2 separate regions of the Mus musculus genome follow, and region 2 is linked to region 1. A link is a contact called in public Hi-C data. All regions are on one chromosome and are shown on one strand. Each heading gives the region's core, a stretch centred on a gene start, on an enhancer-like site or on the middle of the called end of the contact. The rest is flanking DNA. Distances are from core to core; before and after follow the strand shown. Region 1 has its middle 44 kb from the start of Bace2. Region 2 overlaps Bace2 (beta-site APP-cleaving enzyme 2).

Evidence for each region. Hi-C and Micro-C count contacts between places; a contact is called where the count stands out from the background.
Region 2: a Hi-C map of the N1E-115 cell line shows a contact between it and region 1, with 5 times the contacts expected there. The contact joins two enhancer-like sites. A contact is called at or near these places in 4 of 484 Hi-C or Micro-C datasets (the N1E-115 cell line, cerebral cortex, embryonic stem cells and 1 more), 2 of 115 datasets of contacts at active chromatin or transcription factors (CD8 T cells and the HPC-7 cell line) and 2 of 9 other capture datasets (adipose tissue and liver).

What each region holds. Positions count from the first base shown.
Region 1 is chr16:97,311,083-97,314,874 of GRCm38.p6, reverse strand. No RefSeq gene overlaps it. Among named protein-coding and RNA genes, the nearest start is that of Bace2, 44 kb to the left of the region's middle. Within about 2 kb of position 1,819, at least 22 of the 459 cell types and tissues checked have an H3K27ac peak or open chromatin away from gene starts, as enhancers often do. A contact at or near this core is called in the N1E-115 cell line, where this site is marked.
Region 2 is chr16:97,389,336-97,393,127 of GRCm38.p6, reverse strand. The region is part of intron 1 of Bace2 (beta-site APP-cleaving enzyme 2); the gene reads right to left. Among named protein-coding and RNA genes, the nearest start is that of Bace2, 35 kb to the right of the region's middle. Within about 2 kb of position 1,652, at least 12 of the 459 cell types and tissues checked have an H3K27ac peak or open chromatin away from gene starts, as enhancers often do. A contact at or near this core is called in the N1E-115 cell line, where this site is marked.

The sequences.
Region 1 (3,792 bases), core at 570-3,069:
GGCCCTTCATGTGCTCAGATGGTGATGGAATGATTTTAATATTCTCATCTCTTCAACTTTTAAATGCCTCCTCAGGTTTTATTAAGGGCACCATGTAGGAACACATATTAATTTGGTGCTTGCCCTAGCAACCAGATGCAGGTCAGGTTCAAGGGGATATGTTTAGCTACAGAGGAAAGCAAACAGCTCTTTCTAAGATCATCATCTTAGCTTGATGGGTGATAATTCCATGTTAGCATTTAAAATCATTTCCTTTAGTTTTAAATGTTTGGTCCACTCCTCCCACTTTAAGAGGTCAAGAATGAAATGGAAAATAGAATGTATTTGCTCTTTTAAGTGTTTTATTATTTTTTAAAGCTTTTTATTGGTTCCTTGTGAGTTTCACATCACGCATCCCAATCCCAGTCATCTCCCCCTCCCCTTGTGTCCACTCTCCACCCTTGCAGAAAAAAAAAATCTTGTGGAAGCTACAGTGTGTTATAGTGTGTCCCACATCACACCCTTTTTGTCCACATTTCTTTGTTTCCAAATGTTCATTGAATGACTTGTTGGTCTGGTTCAAGGCCTCTGGCTTCTGCCACTCTACTGATACTAGAAGCTCGCTGGGACTCCTCTCAGATAGTCTGCTGTTGTCCTGTGTCATGGAGATACAGGAGTTTAGGCCCCTTCATGAACTCCAGCAGTTCATCAAGGGGTAGATGTTGGGGTGGACCAATTCAAAGTCTTAGATTTGGGCCTGAGAGGTATCTGAGCTGGTCAGCTCACTGCCTCTCTCACTCTCACAACCTTGAGGCCATCTCTGCCACCAGGGTCAGCTCTACTCTGCTGTCCAGGTGAGGTGCAGGGCCTGCTCTTCTGAGTGTTGCAGCTGTGAGGGACATGGACAGTTCTTCCACTCTCATGACCGTGGGGCCAGCTCTCCTGCCTGCCATAGATGGCAAGGGACAAGGAAGGGAAGGGGAGAGGAGGGAGCTTGCTCTCCCAAGTGACTCAGCAGGTGATGGGAAGGGCCCGTTCTGCTCTCATGACCTGGTCAGGGTCAACTTTCCCACCTGCTGCCAGTTGTGAGGGCAAAATGGAGGGTGGGGATCTCTCTCTTGCCAATGTCATGACACAGCAGACAAGAGGCAGGGCCTGCTCTCCTGAAACCTCCACAACCAGGGCCAGCTTTACTGTGCTGCAGCAAATGAGGGCAGGGCTCTGATCTCTCCTGCTCTGGTGACCTCAGGGCCAGCTCCTAGCCTGCTGTAGGTGGCAAGGGGGAAAGGGGGACATCTCTCCCTCTCCCATGTCACCACATAGCAGACAAGAGGCTGGGCCAACTCTTCCACATTCATACTCTCCGGGGGATTGGCTCACCCACAATGTCAGATCTGCTCTCCTAAGTACTGCAGCTGGATAGGGGCGGAGTTTTCTCTCCTGCTAACATCTCCCCAGGGCCAGCTCTCCCACAATGTCCAGGCGAGGGTACGCCAGTTCTGCACAGCCCTCAGACATCAACATGTACCAGGAGAGTAGCCCTCGGGGGGCATCCACGTGGCCTTTTTGTAGTAACAGATCCCTACTTCTGCAGGGCCACAGACTCAGACGTGGCCCCTGGTGGCAGCAAAAGACAGGACCCCATCATGGACCTAGGAGGCATCCCTGGCTACTCACATCAGGCTTTCTTCACGACTCTTTGAGTCTCTAGTTCTGCCTCTTTTCATTGTGTCCCCCCACCCAACCCCCTACCTCTCTTCACCCCCACCCCACATTCTTCTGTCTCTCCAGCAGGCAGCTTCCTGGCAGAGACCGAGTATTCCTTCATGGCCATCTAGTGCCCTCTACTGGGGAAGCTTCGCATTGCATCCTCTGAAAAGGAAGCTCATTGCTGAACCAAAATCTATGTCCAGTATGGCCAGAAGAAAAAAGATTGTTAGTCTATCTCCAAGTGCTTGTTGTGCTTGGCGGTCAGTGAGTATGCATAATCAGAGCTGAATGCCCACAGTTCCCTCCTCCGTGTCCCTGTGCTTTCCAGGAAGGAACACTAACCAGTCACTCTTCCTCCTCTGTCACCTGTTTTCCACCTTGTGTGAGAACCCCAGTCTTGAAGCCAATGAGTCGGTCCTTTGGTTCCACCCTTGGATGTCCCCAAGTGCCTGTCCCCAAGAAAAGCCTGTGATTGCAAAGTCTCTCTTCTCTTCCCTCCCTACACTCCCATGGAATCTCTTTTAATAAGTGTTCACTTCTCAAGCAGCTGCTACAGAGAAGGCTGAAGCCAATGTCCTGCTCAGTATTAACCAGTGGGAGGTGGTACAAGGTGCCACTTAAGGAAGGAGTGCTTATAAAAGGGAATCTCGTGGTGTTAACTGTGACATCAACTGCTAGAAGCTGGAAGAGGGGATCTGTGAGGAAGAATGGGTGACTTCTAGTCCACTGGTGGCTAGGTTAGTTGAAAGCAAACAGCAGTTGCTTTCCTACACCCCCCCCCCCGTGTGTGTGTGTGTGTGTGTGTGTGTGTGTGTGTGTGTGTGTAGAGAGAGAGAGAGAGAGAGATTCACAGAGCACTTACATGTTGATGGCACAAAAACCAAATCTGATTCATGCAGCAGACAATTATTCAGCTATAAAAAGACCGTCCCAGTACATACTCCAACATTGCATGCATGAAAAACAGTGCATGTTACCACTTACACATAGACCATAGGTTAGAGGGTTAACAGACAGAAGGTAGAATGGTAGTGGTGACTGAATGAAAAGCGAGGCCTTGGCTGCTCCACAGTGTGGTTGGGGAGAAGATTTACTGTAGACATGAGAGAGAACATAGCCAGAGGCATCTGGAAAGGTCCTGGCTGAACAGGGCCAGTAGACTGAACCAGGCCATGGGAGAAGGGGATGGGAGAGCAAGAGAGGAAATGAGAAAGAGGAGAGGAGAGGGGAGGGAAGGGGAGGGGAGGGGAGGGGAGGGGAGGTGGGCAGGAGGGATCTCAGGACTGAGAGCATGAGAGAGACCAAAAGGCTGCATAGCCAAAATGGCTGAAGTTGTATAGGAATCAGAGACACTGCAGGGAGGAATGAAGCTCAGGAGCTGGAGGAGACAGGCTCAAGGCAAGGTGAGAAGTGCCTAGAGGAGCCAGGACTCTGCAACAAGGACTGGTGGTGCCAGGAGAGACTAGTCACCAGCCTCCACTTTGATATGTTAAATAGGTGCAGCTCAGCCTCTGTCCCTGTTTCTTTGAGACCTCACAAAGATGGTGTCCCCTGAGGCAAGCAGTCAATGTCTGGTAGAGACAGAGTGTCTGCTGGAGAAAATGGAAAATTCTAAGGTGGATGCTGGAGGTAGTTTATACAGTGTCAATGTGACACTAACTTCAGCCTAAAAGTTGTCAGGACATATAATTTAATGTTCTTGGAATAAAATCAACCTGGGAAGGTCATGTGCTGAGGTTACAATTTGTATGTGAGCTTCCTTAGTGCCTCTGCCTGCGGGACAGTTGGACAGGGTCTGAGGAACCGCCTGCGGAGAGAATGAGGGGTGAGGAACACAAGGACGGACAGCAAGTCTGATTGATCAAGCTGTCAAATTTTTATTTTTCCCAGGCAGGTTTTATGCCCACAGAAGCAGGGTATGGGGAGGGAGATGACGCAGAATCGCTCTTTGTTTCTGGGAGAACTCACCTGTTCCCAAAAGCAGGATATTGGCTAGGTAAAAAGTTCAGCAGGAGGAACAGAACAGAATGGGTTGCTAGGTACCTGTGCATAAGATCTATAGCTATTTGTTCTTAACTGAGGGTAGTATTTTCCCACGGAGGC
Region 2 (3,792 bases), core at 403-2,902, 78 kb before region 1:
GCTAGTGGCACTATCTTGGGAAGCTAAGTCCCTCACTGGGTGACCCAGGCCAGTGGAGGCCTTGAGAGTTTATAGCACAGCCCAGCTTCTGGCCTGAAATTCTTGCTTTTCACTCTCATGTGACTAGCTGCCACATGTTCCCACCATCATGGGTCGAGGTGCTTCAGGCACCAAACCTTCTGGCACAAATATGGCCTCTGGCAGACACACACACCAGAAAAGCTAACCCAATACCTAAGAGCTCCAAACTCATGTGCACTTGGAGCCCTCTGCTCATTTGGCTTCCAGAGAGCACCAATCCCCATGATGCTTAAGAAACATTCCACTGTAGCCCTGCCTGTCTATCACAGGTATCCCTTCTCCTATCCTTTCACGGTAAGGACTCTATTCCCAAGGGCCTGGCCTATTGTTAGTACACGGAAGTCTAATTTTTCCAGGTGACAGCCCCAGTATAGGGTACTTTCCCTAACACAGGCCCACATGAGGGACAGGGGAAGCAAGCAGGAGATTGATTCAAACTTCACCTTTCATTCCATTAGGGCATAAAGGTTTGGGACTCTGGCCCCATTTCATGTATTGAGACTTAGTCTTGGTGTCTTAGCATTTAGGAGCAGGGCCTTCAGTAGGTGAGTGAGTGGTTAGCTGGGTGGATAAGTAGCTAGGCTTGTGAGTGGTGTTCCTAAGAGGGAAGCTCACAAATGGGAGTAGTGTTGTTATAAAGCACTCAGAGTATCTCTCCTTCTGTTGTCTCAAGGTGATGCTTCTACAACCAGGAACCAGACACCCAAGAAATGGCTGTATGCTGCAAAGAAGCACCCAGCCTGGGTGTTTGTTATTGTAACCTCCAATGAGAACTAATGTCCCTTAATCAGGAGACCAGACTGGAAAGATTAAGAATGGTTATGAGCACCATGTGAGGAGTCACAGGCTTGCCTCCTGCTGCAAACCAGCGTGTGTCTTCCTGCCTGCACCCCTCCTAATCTTCAGTGATGCATTGGGCAATAATCCCGCAGAGAGCCATTTGCTAATTGCTGCAATAAGGTAAAATGTGGCAGTAAAGGGAAAAAACTGGGTGATTCATCCAATTAGTGATGAGCCTGAGATTTCTCAGATACCACTGTCTCTTTCCCAGCAGGTTAATAGATACCAAAAGCAGCAGATAATTTAAATAATGGCTCATTTAACTCAACGGTTCCTAATTGTATTACTAGCCCATCTGCTGGAGTCTGCCAGCCAGCCCAGGCAACAGTACCCACCATGACCTTCCTGCCCCACTGCAGGGCTGTTTGCCTACACTCATTTATCAGGGTGATTGCAGGAGCTGATTTCCTTAGTCAGGTTCTTCCAAGGTGCCCATTCTAGCAATGAGTCTCCTACACTTAAACACATATTAATAAAGCAAAAAAAAAAAAAAAAACTGCCAAATGCCGTTTTGCTACAACCCCAAAGTATTATTATTTTTAACCAAGAAGGGATAAAAGATAATTTTCTAAGAGTGTCACCTAACATAAACCAGATGTTGCTGAACTCTGCTGAGGCAGATTGGTTACACAATTTATTCTGGCTATGTCACACATGATTGGGTGTGCAAGTGATTCCCTCTTGGGGCACCGGGTCCCTACTAGGAAGACTCATGCTGAAGGAAATGCAGGTCCTCAGCTGCTACTAACTGTGATGTAAGTTGGGGCTCAGCTGCAGCATTTTTATCTGGGTCCTGCTTTCCTGAGGAATGTCTGGCATCAGCACGTGATGGCTGGCTAAAAACTCTGGAGCAGAGAACAGCACTCAGGATGCAGAAGGCATTTGCTCTCAGGACCTAAGAAGTCACTCAAATCTTGAGTTCCAAACCCCAGTCCTGGACATGGAGCTACTGCTAGCCTTAAAAAGGTGAGGAAATCCACACATCCTCTTGCTGGTGGTCAGGAAACTATGAGATTGGGGAAACTTTAGGAACAATTCATCCTGGGTATATGGAGTACAAAAGACAGATTTCTAGGAGAGAGTCTACACCAACCCTATAATCGATGCCCAGGAATGAGTCTGCTTTACAGAATCCACTGACTAACAGACTCACATTCATTTTCCAGCTCTGGACTCACAATGTATCCTGCAAGTGTACTCTAAAAGAAATCATTTGGGGGCTATTAGGCATCGATTTGAATCCTAGCTTAGCCTGATACTGGCTGTATAGTCTTTATGGTCTATACACACTCTCTAAGTCGTGGTCCTTAAGAATCACGTGAGTGTCTACAGAAGTGCCTTGCTGAACTTTCACATCTTGAAGACACTAAATGATTGTGTGAGGAATTCTTACAGAACTGACCTCACTACCAAAAATGACTGTATCAGGGTATCTACCACACCTCCTCCTCCCTGCTGTGAGGCTGAAGCAGGCAAGAAGTCCTCAGCTGGCTGTGACTGGTGGCCTCAGCCATTTTCCCATGAGACTCAGTCTGGTCCTGTGATAGGCAGTAGTGGGATGGGTGCCTTAGAACCTCCAGGAGTGACCTGTGTTGGGGGGAGCATTTGTCCATGGCTGGACGACAACTGAGCTCCTTCTAGAACATCATCCAACCACTAGGAATACTGTGGTCACAATGCCTGCTCTTCCTTCCCCATGCTGGCCAAAGCCCCCATCACCCAAATTTCCTGCTAATCTAGCTCTTCTCTCTCTTAGTCAACACCTCTGTTGAGCCCATGTGTCTCCTCTATTGTAATTCCAGCATTTCTGTGAGAGTATCTCTTGTCTCCTTCCTTCTCCCCACCCAATATCAAGTGGCATCTTACTATCCTGAGCCCTGGACATAGCAAGTATTCCATAGTACTTATTTAAAAAATCAGAGGATAGATGAATGGAAGAGAGGATGGATGAGTGAATGGGGGTGGAACCCACTGTTTTAATGGTAGATGGCTAGGGGGTTATGTATGGTAGGGTGGTATGGCCATGTCTTCCCAACCTATCACTGTATTTCTTACGGGTCCCAGCCTTCAGCATACACACCAGGTCAATTCTTCTTGGAAAAATGAGGAATCATGAATGGCTGTGGCATTTCTTCTGAGTGATAAAACTGTTCTAAACCTGACTTGGTGGCCATACAGTTGTGTGTACACACTAAACACCCTGGAGCATACATCTAAATGGATATGTTAGATACTATATAAATTTCATCTCAAATTGGTTTTAAAAATATAAAAACAAATTAAAAACACAAAATTATAAATACTCATCTGTAACGGCTTGTATATGAATGCTAATTATGTTCCCTCCAAAACTGCTTACAAGTGTCTCCCCATAGCTTCTGGGAACCTGCCCCCACTTGGTTCTGATTGATAAACAAAGATGCCAGTAACCAATAGCTAGGGAGGACAGACAGAGGCAGGATTTTAGGATTTCCCAGGCTTGAGACCAGGAGCAGAGGAGGAGAGGAGACATGCTATGTCTGAGGAGAGTGCAGGACAGAGAGACATGGCTGACATGTGAAGGAGCTGGGAGAGTGCGGCCCAGAGGACTGCCCAACTGGGTCTAGAGTAGTTAGAATTAGTAAGTAATGACTTGGGATTAACTGCATGCAGTTTAGGCAGTGGCCCAGCTATTGTGCTGTTGAAGGCATATTAAAATATAAAGTCTCTCTCTCTCTCTCTCTCTCTGTGTGTGTGTGTGTGTGTGTGTGTTTCATTCATGAACATAAACCATTGGAATGGGTAGTGAATCTGTTACCAGAATTTATTAATAATTATTTCTACACTCATCTTTACTGATGGACATTCAGGTCCCATGGGTAACTAGACACC